Regions from separate parts of the Sus scrofa genome. Here region 1 is linked to region 2. Evidence: chromatin contacts called from public HiChIP or PLAC-seq data. All regions are on one chromosome and are shown on one strand. Each heading gives the region's core, a stretch centred on a gene start, on an enhancer-like site or on the middle of the called end of the contact. The rest is flanking DNA. Distances are from core to core; before and after follow the strand shown. Region 1 has its middle 72 kb from the start of TNFAIP3. Region 2 overlaps LOC100621792 (a long non-coding RNA gene).

Region 1 (6,481 bases), core at 3,059-5,558, 53 kb after region 2:
TGCCTCCTTGTGGATATCATCAAGGTTCTTAACCCACTGAACCACAATAGATTCCCAAAAGCATTATTTTTATTGTGACTTGCTCTTCTTAGGCAATTCTTCAACCCAACCAGACAAAAAAAAAAAAAAAAAAAAAGAGAGAGAGAGAGTAAATGAAAGAACAATGAGGCCAAAGCTAAACCCAACCCTGGTCTCTACTTGTTTCTTCAAAATCAAGATTTAGAAATTGATTACCTCAACTACCAGACTGTGGGTCCTCAGCCATTCTGTGGCTTTCTCGCATCCATGTTCTTCTTCTCTCCCTTCCCTGCTTCCTGCCAAGTAATGGAGTGTGTGTGTGTGTGTGTGTGTGTGTGTGTGTGTGTGTGTGTGTGTGTGTATTTCTTACTTCTTTCACTAACTGGGTGGTTCTCAACCTGGGGTGATTTCCCCCTCTTCCTTCCAGACATTTGTCAATGTCTGGAGACATGTTTGGTCGTCACAACTGTGTGTGCTACTAGCATCTAGTGGGTAGAGGCCAGGGATGCTGCTGAACATTTTCCAATGCACAGGAAGTCTTCCACAACAGGCTTACAGGGCCTAAAATGTCAATATTCCTAAGGTGGAGGAACCCTGGTCTAAAGGATTAAATGTGAGGCCTCACTGATCATAGAACAGTGTACGGAGAAGCCTCCATTCAGGTACTGTTGGCAACTACAAGCTGTTTCTGACCAAACAACAGCAAGATAGTGAGGTGGGTAGACACCTGGGTGACCTGAGCTCACAGTTGGAACTCTGCCACTCAGCAGCGAGGTGTCAGTGACAAGTTAGTTACTTTCTCTCTACCTATTGGGAAAATTAAAAAAAAAATCTTCCAACCCAGAAAATCTTGCTATGAACGTAAAGAAGAAAGAAAGCAATTTTATTATTGAAAAAACATTAAACCTGAATGTGATATGGTGTCACAGGCAACTTGCCAAAGGGATTGCAAAGACAGACAGAAATGTCACTTGTCCACAGAATTAGGGGGATCTGATCCATTATGTTATGTGGGTTTTGCAATTGAGAGTCAAGGGACCAGTAGCCTATCTCCTCCCAGGCCACTGGGACACTGGGCTCTGTCTTCCTTGATGATTGCATTTCAAAGAGATGACTCCTAGTCCTTGAGTTGTGAGACTGGCCAGAGGTTTATTTAGCCATGAAAAAGATTTATATATATAAAAAGAGAGAGAAATTCTGGAAGCAAGAGGAGAGGCATGAATCTCTTCCCTTACTTTTCAACAGAGGGAATTAAACCTCTTATTTTTCATTTGTATTTGCTCTGATATACCTCAAGTTACTTGTCCATAAAAAGAGGATAATAATAGTAGCAATAGTATTTACTTCTTAGAGCTATTGTAAGGATTTTAGGAGTTAAAACATGTATGGAGTTGTTATATTAATTAAACAAGGAGACCATTATAATGAGGTAACTATAATGCTGCCAGTGACCTATATATACAAACCTGTAAATGCCTCAAGATTACAAAATCAAAATGCTAAGGACAGCCAGCCCATCACAAACAGCCAACTAGGCTTCAAGCTAGAGCCAATCAAGAAATTACTTTCTTTCCATAAAGTCTTACCCCTAGCTTTGGTTGCTAGAGCACTCCTAGCTACTTTTTGGTTTCTGTTGCCTAATTGGAATTGATGTCCGCTCAAATAAACTCTTAAATTAAAAAAAAATGCCTCAGTTTATCTTTTAACAAGGTTTGTTTTTGTTGTCGTTGATTTAGGGCCATGCCCGTAGCATGTGAAAGTTCCCAGGCTAGGGGTCAAATCAGAGCTGCAGCTGCCAGCCTATGCCACAGCCACAGCAACCCTGGATCAGAGCCACATCTACAATCTACACCACAGCTCATGGCAATGCCGGATTCTTAACCCACTGAGTGAGGCCAGGGATTGAACCTGCACCCTCACAGGCACTAGTCAGGTTCCTCTCTGCTGAGCCATAAAGGGAATTCCATATTTTTAACAAGGTTTAGATCAGTGTTTGACACTCAATAAATGTCTGCTGCCTTAAGGCCTGGTGATAGGAAGAATCTTACACGGCCCCTGCGATGTTCCTGGGATGTACTCCTTATGTAATTCCCACACCTTGAGTATGGGCAGAACCTTTGAATCACAGGCACATCACTCTTGTGATAAGGTTGCTCATCAGTTGACTTCACCTTCATTAAAAGAGAGGTTATCTAGTGGACCTGACCCAATCACAGAAGCCCTTTACATCTAGAAGCCAGAGACAGGAAAAACCAAAACGACTTAAAGTGAAAGAGCCTGTGGGGGAGGCCACATGGCAGTGAACTGTAGGCAGTCTCGGCCAGCCAGCCAGAGAACAGGGGCTGCAGTCCTTCACCCACAAGGACCTGAATTCTGCCAACAGCTACATAAACTTGGAAAAGGACCCTGAGCTCCAGAAAGGAGTGCAGCCTGGCCAACACCTTTATTTCAGTTTTGTGAAATCCTAAGCAGAGAACCTAGTTCAACTGGGCCTGGATTTCTGACTTACAGAAACTGTAGAGATAATAAAGGTTTGTTGTTTTAAACTGCTAAATGTGTGGTAATCTGTTATGAGCAATAGGAAACTAAGACAGACCTCAAAAAGACAAACAAAAAGGTGACATTTCAATCATATGTCACTAAGTGTCAGTGGAAGGACTGGACCCAGAGGACATCTCCGTCACAACCTATATGTAAGCGACACCCAAAGTCATTACTGAGCAGGAAAACCTGTCAAAAAATACACTTAACAAACCAACAGGGTGTGAGACTCTGGGCGAGTCTCTTTAGCTTAGTTTCCTTTCTGTAATGTTAGTAAGTTGAACCAGATGGCAACTAGGCTGCTGTGTTTACTGCCAGTCTGAATTCTTTCAGGATCTCAAACAGGGAACCTGGCAGGAATAGAGGTGCCTTTGTAACAGAGACCTTATCCTGGCTGAGCGAACTGGACTAAACATTGCAGTTCCCCTTTAACAGAGGCACTTTGGGTGTTCCTAAGAGTGTAGACAGGGATTCATATAGGCAAGGCTACAAACATTAGTGAGCTTAGCTCAAAAATATCTTATTTAATAGATACCTTTTTCTCCAATAAGTTTAAATTGCTTGAAATATGTGTCATTCATCTTTGATTCAACTTTAAAGAATAAAAAGGGGCTGTACTCATGCGTTCTGGAAAGCTACTGACATGCCCAAGAACACACTCAGGTGCTAGCTGATGGCAGGCAGAGGGGAGCCTGATACAAAGTTCTTTGGTTTCAGTTTGCTTTGAAGTTCTTCAGGCACTGGTTAAAATGAAGATGCCCTGATCTTCACCAGCTCTCCCAGGGAGTCGGATTGGGAAGGTGCTGGGATGGGCCCCAGAGGTTTGCGTTTTTAGACAGCAATCATGACGATTCTGAAAGCAGGTGGTCTGGGGGCTGAACTAGAGAACCTGCAAGGCTTGAAAGAAGTATCACAAATAGTAAATTGGAGATTATCTAGAGTATCAAGAAGCAAAATCCACCTCCTATGGTTGAACAACAACGTCTCAATGAAGAAATGCTAGAGGTGTGGGCAGGTTTAAGGGAAACAGGAGAGGTATTAAAACACTCAGCGGCTGTGGGAAGCCATCACCATCGGCAGGACCGAAGGAGCAAGGAGAAGGCAATAGTGTCACTAAATTCCATTGAACAGTGGGGCTGTTGAGGATGGCCCCCAGCAGAGGCAGTAGTCAAAAGGGATGCAGCAAATGCCAGAGCCTGTGTGAAAGCAGGGAAGATACCAAGAGAAAGGGGGAGAGTGCCCTCCAAGGGGGAACCCAAGTTGAAGTGGGCCAGCAAGAATCCTGAACGCATTCCCCCAAGTGCTTCAAGGGCACCGATGAGGGCAGAGGAGGACAGCAAACGGATGGGGAAGGCAGGAGTGGCCATGAAAAATAATCGGCACATTTTAAATCTCAAGTACAAAATCAGCAGCAGCATGAAGAATTGCTGAGCGATTAAAATTGTGAATAGACCAAAAGGGACACAGTAACTACCAGAGAGAATCAGTTAATATAAGGTGTTCTAGAGCCAGATGCCGGAGGGGGAGGGGCTCAGGATGGGGACGTGGAGGTAAGAAAGTGTGTGAGAAGAGAAAAGAAGACGGTAGGTCAGGGGTGTGGTGCTTGTGCCCCTCACAGATTACTCTGCTGCAGTGAGCCCCAAAGACCATGAGAATTAACACCCACATATACTCTAGCAGCCTTCCAAAGACCTTTCAGACTGAAAGGCATCAGCTCTCTGGAGCACATTTCGACGTTTTTCTTTGCTGACAGTATTGCCAAAGCTCACTGCTGCCCTCTGGATACAACAAAACAATGTAACTAACAGAGCACTCACCACTGCTTGCCTTGTCATTATGATTAATGAAGAACAGCTATTTCCCTCACTATATTATACACACCATTCAAAAAATAAGCTGTCAAGGAAAAATGTTTTATGTAACTGGGCTGTGTATTTCAGCTCATAGTACAGCCGAGATACGTAGAGAAAAAGGAATTTCTTTACCTTTTGTTTAACTGAAGTGGCTGTCCTTCCAAGTGCCCACCCATTGGGAAGTAGGGGAAAAGTTGAATGTCCAGTCTGTTTTAAAGCTCCAGTGGTGTAAAAAGTCTCTTAGGTTAACTTAAATTGCTATTGGATAAAGCTGCTTGGGGGTCCAGTTAACCTGGCCTTCCCCTTGCATTTCAACGTACTTGAAATGATAGAGTCTAGAGTATGGCTTACTGGTTCCCAGTTGTATTGGGGTGGGGTGGGATTGTTGGCTCTTGGCCTCGTGAGGTTTCATGAGTTGCTCTTGGAGGAATCTGCCCATCTCCAATAGGCAATGCCTTGTCCAGCAGGTCCCGCTGCCCTTTGAGTCTGAAATCTGCAGCTGGCAAAATCTGGCTAAGCAAGGTTCTTGAAAAGAACTTGCTATACATTCCTTGCTCACTGACTCTGCTTCTCCTCAATGCTAATGTACTATAGCTGCTGGGTTTCTGCTCTTTTCCCTTCAGGTCCTTGGCCTGGCTGTCCACCCATGACCTTTTCTGTGGGGTCATCTTGCTTTGTCACAGCAGGCCTGTGGCTGGTTCTCTGCACTCAACGTAGAGTCTTGTGGGGCAAAGGGGACAAGGGACGTTCCAGATGGCCAGCTAGACCTTTCCTATCTCCCCGTGTTTTCACACTCTTGGGCACCTAGATGACCGCATGTTGTCATTGGCCTTCTATAATCTTCTACCTAAGATACAAATGGACAGGTTGGGGAACCCCTTTTCTCTGAGACATTCCTTCAAATTATCTAAACCATATCTGGTAATTCTTCATTAGTTGCAGATTTCATATTTGTGAATTTGCCTGCTAGCTGAAATTTATTTTAACCCCCAAATCAACACTCCTGTACTTTCACCATCATTTGTGGACATATACAGAGTGGTGAAAAATTTGAGTTGTCCTTTGTGTATGTTTCCAGGTGAAGTCCTATAAGGTGACACTCTGCCTTCTTGTTTCAGTGCACACACTGTAAACAAGTGTTCTTTTTGTGTTATACTTAATGCCACGTTTTTCATATCTGTTTGCTTTGTATTGGTGATTTTGCTCTTTGAAATGGCTTGCTGTGTAGTCCTGAAGTGCTGTGTAGATTTCCTAAGGGCAAGAAGACTATGATGTGGCTTAATGGGAGAGAATACATGTGGTATGGACTGAACACGTGAGAAAATACATATGGGTATGGACCAAATGCTTGTGTTCTCCAAAATTCCTATGTTGAAGCCTAACCTCCAGGGTCATCATATTTTCCAGCCTCCAGAACCGTGAGAAAATAAATTTCTGTTAAGTCATGCAATCTGTGGTATTTTGTCATGGCAGCCTGAGCTAAGACATGTTTTAAATAAGCTTCCTTCATGTATTACAGACCTGTTGGCTGTGAGTTCAATATTCTTGAATTAACAATTATCTATCAAATATTTTAAAACAGATACCTACATAAAACAGAGTTATATGTCAATTGGTTAATGAATTAAAAAATTCTGCTTCATTAAAATACCATCAGGGGAATGAGAAGACAAGCTGCCGAATGGGAGAAAATATTTCAAGAGACATATCTGACAAAGGACTATTGTCCCAAATATAAAAAGATGTTGTAAAACTCAGCAGTAAGGAAAGGAACGACCTGCTTAAATCATGGGCAGAAGACCTGAACAGACATCTCACTGAAGAGAATATATGGATGGCCAATAAGCATATAAAAAGACACTCCACATCTTATGTAATGAGGAAAATGCAAGTTAAAACAGCAATGAAAGGAGTTCCCACTGTGGTGCAATGGATTAAGGATACATTGTTGCCACAACTGTGGTGTAGAAGTTGCATCTGTGGTTCAGATTCAGTCTCTGACCCAGAAAATTCCATATGCCATGGGTGTGGAAAAAAAAAAAAAAAAAAAAAAAAGCAAAGCAATGCGA
Region 2 (6,705 bases), core at 1,712-4,211:
TGCATTTTCATGTGATCTGGATGTGCCAGAGCAGCAAGACCTGAGGTGTAGTCTATTCAATTATTTGTCTTCCTTTTTTAATGCCTTCATTTGATAGGAAACTCATTTGTGTCACACCCCCACTTGGCCTTTCCCAGGTAACCCATCGAACCTCTGAGAAGTATTTTAGCAAATAAAAAAGACAATCTAGCAAATTACTTATTCCCCGGGGGAAAAGCATGTGGCCAGTGAATCAGGGGAAATTGGCTGCCCAGGGAAGAGCATACTCAAGGCATTTCAGTATGAGTCACAGAACATAGGACTATCCCATGATCAAAAAAGGTGAATGAATAAAGCCAGAGTTCCTTTTACAGTTTCCATTGATGTGATCAACTTGGGCTTGTTCCTACACAGGCTGGTGAGGTCTGTCAATGGTGAAGAATGAGGAGTTGTCACTAAAGCATCCAGAAGGATGCTTTTTCAGAGAGGGAACTCCTTCCAGGTATGGAGCCTGGGGAACACCCCTGGGTGAGTGGGGCAGGCATTTGGAGGGTTAAGCATTGATGAAGTCCCAAAGGAAGAGAGGTCTAGGGTCTGGGAGCAGAACATCATGGAGACCCACGTAATCACAGCATTGGCAGGGAGACACTGGCTGGACTAATTGTCAGAGGACCTCAGTCCTAGGAGAACTAGGGAGGTCAGGTCTGGGACTTGGACATGGAGGAATTGGAGTACTTGGCATTTTAGTAAGGTAGGTACTCAGGTAAAATGAATACCAACTGTTCCTAGACTCTGTCTGTCTTCAAGATGCCCCCTACTTGGCACCTCGCAGCCATTCAACTAAGTGTTTGTTGAATAAATGAGTCATAAGATAAGCACTCAGTCTCTGAATGTGGGATACTGGGTGCCAGCAGGTCTCTGAGTGGAGGTGACCTGTGTTGAGTCACCTGAACACTGACCAAGGACATAGTTATCCCAGAACTTAGGGTGGGGCTGAACCTGCAGGTGGTGATCAAGGGCCCAGGTGGAGGAAAAGAGAAGCGTAAGGAGTAGGCAGGCAATTCCTACTCATTCTGTGATAGTTTTACATTGTCATTAGGTCTTCACTTTTGATCAAATACACTGTCTTAGCCTCTTTGGGCTGCAATAACAAAAATGCCGAAGATGGTAGCTTATGAACAACAGAATTTTTTTTCTCGTAGTTTCAGAGGCAGAGAAGTCTAAGATAAAAGTGCTGGCAGATTCAGTGTCTGATGCAGACCCTCTTCCTGGTTCATAGATGGCTGTCTTTTCACCATGTCCTCACATGGGACAGGGGACAAGGGATCTCTCTGGCATTATTTATTTATGTGTGTATTTATTTACTTATTTATTTATTTTGCTTTTTAGGGCCGCACCTGTGGCATATGGAGGTTCCCAGGCTAGGGGTCGAATTGGAGCTACAGCTGCTGGATTACGTCAGAGCCACAGCAGCACCAGATCCGAGCCACATCTGTGATCTACACCACAGCTCACGGCAGTGCCGGATCCTTAATCTACTGATCAAGGCCAGGGATCGAACCCGCAACCTCATGGTTCCTAGTTGGATTTGTGTCCGCTGGACCACGATGGGAACTCCTCTGGCATCGTTTATACGTGCACTAATCTCATCCATGAGGGCTCTTCCCTTATGACCTAATCGCCTCCCAAAGGCCCTCCCTCCAGTTGCCAACACTGAACCACAATGGGCTCTCCTTTTTTTTTTTTTTCTTCTTCCCATTCAGTTTCAATTAAATATTTGCTGTGTGACTGCCACTGGGATTAGTCCACTATGGAGTGTAACTCTATTTCCCTACATAATTCCTAAAGGTAGATGGTATTGGGTCCACTTTACAGATGAGAAAACTGAGGATTAAGTTCAATGTTAACACCTAAGGCTACATAGACAGGAAATGTTGGAGCAGGAATGTTAGGCTCGGACTCCGCTATCTTTCCTCAAACCTCTCTGATGTGTTCCTTTTCCTGGACTAGCACTGCTCCAACTTCCAAGTGCAGCTGACTTACTGGGGTAAATGCAGATTCTGGTTCAGATTCGAATGGGGCCCAAGACTGCTTTTCTAATGTGCTTCCCAGGGATGGTGTTGTCATTGGTCCCTGAACCACCCAGTGAGTAGCCAAGGTCTAGAATAGGGGTGGCCAGATGGTACATATTTTTGGCTCTGTGGTCTACAAGATCTCTGTCACAGGTACCTAGTTTGGCCAAGGAAGTGTGAAAGCAACCATGGACAATATGTCATGAAATAAAAATGCGGCCCTGTTCCAATAACCTTTATTATGGAGACTGACACGTGAATTTCTGATAATTTTCGCAGGTCACAAAGTACTATTTTTCTTTGGATTTGCTTTCAACCATTTAAGAATGTGAAAAACATGGTCAGCTCCTAGGCCACTGTTTCCTGTCTCCAGTCATTCTAGAAATGCAGGGGCCTTGCTCTGATGGAGCTGAAAAACTCAGCAAAGAGGATGGTCCTGGGCTCTGAGGTCGTCTGAGATCAAAACCGACCACAGCAGTTGGCAAACTAAGACGGGAGAGCAAGGGCCTTGGCGCCAGAGCCACCTCTGTCATAAGCCTGGCCACGTTCAGTGAGGTGACACAGGAAGGCCTTTTAATCTTGATGTCTCAGTTTCCTCATGTCAAGTGGGGCTAAAAAGAGTACCTACCTCACAGGGTTATAGTGAAGACGTGGAGAAACGAACTAGGGCACAGAAAGTTTCAGTGATACCAGCAGAGAGGAATTAGGAGGTTGGAATTCCAATATCAGCATCCATGACTGACCCAAGGTGTGAAGACGAGCCCAGCCAAACCTGACCCGGCCTCGGAGCCCGGCAGCTTCGATTACGTGACAGAGAATTTGCTGATCACGCTGTGGGTGTAAACAACCATCCAAGTTTGAGGAAAACACAATGAGGAAGCGAGAACTAAGCACAGTTCTCTGTGGGGCGGGGTGGGGGGGGGACGTCAATGCAGAGCTCGTGTGAAGATGTCTATTTAAGGCAGGCAAGGGAAACCCTCAAGAGAGTGTTGACGTGGTTGGCATTCATTTAATAATCACAATTAATAGCTGACCCAGGCACTCATAACCATGCCGTTGGTAATAGCCTAGTGTTTAATAAGCAGCCATCTGTTTAATTCTCCCGATCACATAATAAGGTAAGCACCATTATTATTCCCTTTTAACAGATTAAAAACCGAGACAGAGAGAGGGTAACAGGCCCAAGGCCACCCTTTCTTTAAGAGGCAGTGCAGGCTGGTTCCAGCACCCTTGTTCTTCGTCACCACACTGGAAATTTTCACTCCAGGAGCTCTAGGGTCTCTGCATAAGATTAGCCTGGTAGAGCAGGACGATGTGGGTGGGGAGGGGGGGTCTTCTCCCAGAGAGCGAATGGGGTTCCCGGCTTTTGCAATTCTTTCCGGCCACTGGGGTGTGACAGCAAATCTGATGCATGTGGAAATGGAAATATTCTTTCTGTCTTTGTAGTTCACATTTACTAACCACTCAAGCCAGAGTCCTGTTGTAGTCATATGGTAGACAGTGCAAGTTCAGACTATTCTGTATCTTGTTTTTGTTTTTGTTTTTTTTCTTTTTAGGGCCACCTCTGCGGTATATGGAAGTTCCCAGGCTAGGGGGTAGATTGGAGCTACAGCTTCCAGCCTATGCCCCAGCCACAGCAACGCGGGAGCCAAGCCCCGTCTGCAACCTACACCACAGCTCGCAGCAGTGCCGGATCCTCAACCCACAGAGTGAGGCCAGAGATTGAACCTACATCCTCATGGGCACTAGGTGGGTTCTTAATGGCTGAGCCACAACGGGAACTCCCAGACTATTCTGTATTTTGATGTAGATTCATTGTCAGAGTGGGTGGGGGTGGCACACAATATTTTTGCTTCTTTTCTGGGTGGGAGATGACCCTGGCCTCAAATGTGGACTGTGCACAGGCAATATGAAACAGAAAGATGTCCATTGTGGATCAGAAGGAAATGTCCCTTGAAGCAGATCTTCTGAAATTAGTGCCTCTGATTACTTGGATCCTATGAGTCTATAGAAAACTTTGGGTGATTCCCCACATCGTGACCGTTGTTTTCCCATCAGTTATAGTCTAATGATTAAGCAGCTCTTTTTATATTGAATTTGGGAAAGGACTTTTAATAAGGGTATTCCCATCTCTAAATACCTCAGAGAATTTGCCCTGGAAAATTATCTCACTATGTGTGCCCATATTTGGTAGCTTCCTCACCAATGAGATCAGATTTCCTGGATGTTCCAGAATTGCCATTTCTGCATTTTGTTTTATTTGTTTGTTTTTAATTTGTGAGAACACTGAAACTAAAACTCTTGTTACCTTTTCTCCAAGGATAAAGAAGGATACATGGACTGCGTATCTTCATGGCTATAAAATTCTGTGTTTATAAGCTTTGACCGTGACCCAGTGTCAGCTTTCCCAGTAAAGCAAAACAATTTCAAATTTTCTGAATTCTCGAAGAAACCTTTCTAGCTGATTAGTGACTGTATAGTTCCAATAGATTCTGTGCCTGATTTCTAATAGAGTAATAGGTCTGTCCTGAATTCTAGCTCTGCATAAAATTAATATTTTATTAATAGGAAATAATATATAATGATAACGTTTTTATTAAGGCAATGGTAATCATGAATATAAGCACTTCAAATATAACTGGCATTTGTGATGGAGATTTACTTTCAGTTTTCTTTTTTTTGGCCATGCCTGTGTCATGCAGAAGTTCCTGGGCCAGGGATCGAACCAGCAGTAACCAGAGCCATAGCAGTGACAACGCTGGATCCTTAACCCACTGAACCACCAGGGAATGCCTTCATATTCTTTTTTATTGATTTAATACATAGAGATTTTGTAATGGCATCGATTTCAGGTTTTTTTTTTTTTTTTTTTTTTTTTTTTTTTTTTTTTTTTTTTTTTATGTGTGTGTGTTTTTGTCTTTTTGTCTTTTTAGGGCTACACCCACAGCATATGGAGGTTCCCAGGATAGGGGTCCAATCAGGGCGACAGCTGCCAGCCTATGTCACAGCCACAGCAACTTGGGATGTGAGCCATGTCTGTGGCCCACAGCACAGATCATGGCAACGCAGGATCCCTAACCCACTGAGCGAGCCCAGGGATTGAACCCGCATCCTCATGGATACTAGTCGGGTTCGTTAACTACTGAGCCATGCTGAGAACTCCTGGATTTCAGTTTTATAAGAAGTATTCCTTCAGTGGTTAAAGGGCAGAGCCTGCCTAATTTCTATGGAATATACAGCCAAGAAAATCATTGGAAAGAGTGGTTTAGTTAAATGAGAGTCATAGAAAAAGTCCTGAATTTCTTTAAACATGCTATGTAGCAATTTCTTAATATATTATGAGGGTGCAGTCAGTTGTAAAAATACATGGAATACCAGGAATTCCTAGCCTCAGTCTGGTCTCATAAACACCATATGACCTTTAGTAAGTGGCTGGGGACAGATCCTTATGGCAGTAAAGTTTTGATTTTGTGTTCTAGAAAGATTGTTCATAATTCGACTTCCAAATACCCCATTAACTAATGTTTGCTTACATGAAGACTAGAAAAGAAAAACAACAGAAAAAAAGATTTCTAAAATACATTTTCTAAAAATTTTCTATTTTGAAAAGAAATTCTTGAGGCAAATGATCTCACAGGTGTTTGGACATCCAGTAAAAAGAAAACCAGACCAACATCCTAGTCTGGGGAATACAAAGTAATTTAGGTTATTTTAGGTTCCCTTTGGTTAAATGAGGAATTCATTAGTGTCTATTAGAGATTATTATTGTATGTGTTTTAACTCCCAAAAATCTATATTGAGGAGTCCAGGACAGTATTCAGTTAGGTACTGTTTTGTGGTTCCTATGAACAAAGGCTATCAAATTCTTTAATTTTTTTTTTTTTTTCTTTTTAGGGCCACACCCACAGCATATGAAAGTTCCCAGGCTAGAGGTCTAATCGGAGCTACAGCTGCTGGCCTACACCACAGCCACAGCAACACTGGATCTGAGCTGCACCTGCGACCAACGCCACAGCTCACGGCAATGCCAGGTCCTTAACCCACTGAGTGAGGCCAGGGATGGAACCCGAATCCTCATGGATACTAGTCAGGCTCTTAACCCACTGAGCCACAATGGGAACTCCAGGCTATCAAATTCAAAGGAGGACATATTAACAAGGCAAGAAATGACCTCCTCTAGGGAAGCAGGTCTTAAACAGGGACAATGTCAGATGGGCTCTGGAGAGGGGCAGGGGCCTGCCAGGAGAGAGAAATCATGTGGACCAAGTCACTGAGGTGGGCAGTGATCCCAGCAAGTTAATGCAAGTGTGGAAAAACTTTCCTGATTCAAGCAGAAAAAAAATTGGCCTTGGTCACATCACAGAGGCCACTGCAAGTCACCAGGGGACTTCAGCTTTGTTTGGGAATCCTAGAAGAATTTTAAGCAGGGAAGAGCTCTGATAAAAGTGATATTTAAAGAAGATTGCTTTTGCAGTGGCATACCCTGGCAAAGACTGGAAGGTGGCCCTTTGGGTAGAAGCTTCTTGTATGTTTTTATATTCTAGGGTCTTAATTTAGGAGATTAGCTATTTTGACACCTAGTAGACCACTTATCTTCACATTCATTTAGATAGCTTAGCTAACAATTTAAATTTATTTAATGCAATATTGTGTC

The links. HiChIP or PLAC-seq counts read pairs in DNA pulled down with a chosen protein or histone mark.
Region 1: a contact with region 2 is called in an H3K27ac HiChIP or PLAC-seq map of alveolar macrophages. The contact joins two enhancer-like sites. A contact is called at or near these places in 2 of 5 promoter capture datasets (fetal liver and liver), 6 of 47 Hi-C or Micro-C datasets (alveolar macrophages, blood, fetal heart ventricle and 3 more) and 1 of 2 datasets of contacts at active chromatin or transcription factors (alveolar macrophages).

The regions. Positions count from the first base shown.
Region 1 is chr1:26,554,258-26,560,738 of Sscrofa11.1, forward strand. No RefSeq gene overlaps it. Among named protein-coding and RNA genes, the nearest start is that of TNFAIP3, 72 kb to the left of the region's middle. Within about 2 kb of position 4,309, at least 15 of the 83 cell types and tissues checked have an H3K27ac peak or open chromatin away from gene starts, as enhancers often do. A contact at or near this core is called in alveolar macrophages and retroperitoneal adipose tissue, where this site is marked.
Region 2 is chr1:26,502,515-26,509,219 of Sscrofa11.1, forward strand. All of the region lies in intron 1 of LOC100621792 (a long non-coding RNA gene), which reads left to right. Among named protein-coding and RNA genes, the nearest start is that of TNFAIP3, 20 kb to the left of the region's middle. Within about 2 kb of position 2,962, at least 5 of the 83 cell types and tissues checked have an H3K27ac peak or open chromatin away from gene starts, as enhancers often do. A contact at or near this core is called in alveolar macrophages and retroperitoneal adipose tissue, where this site is marked.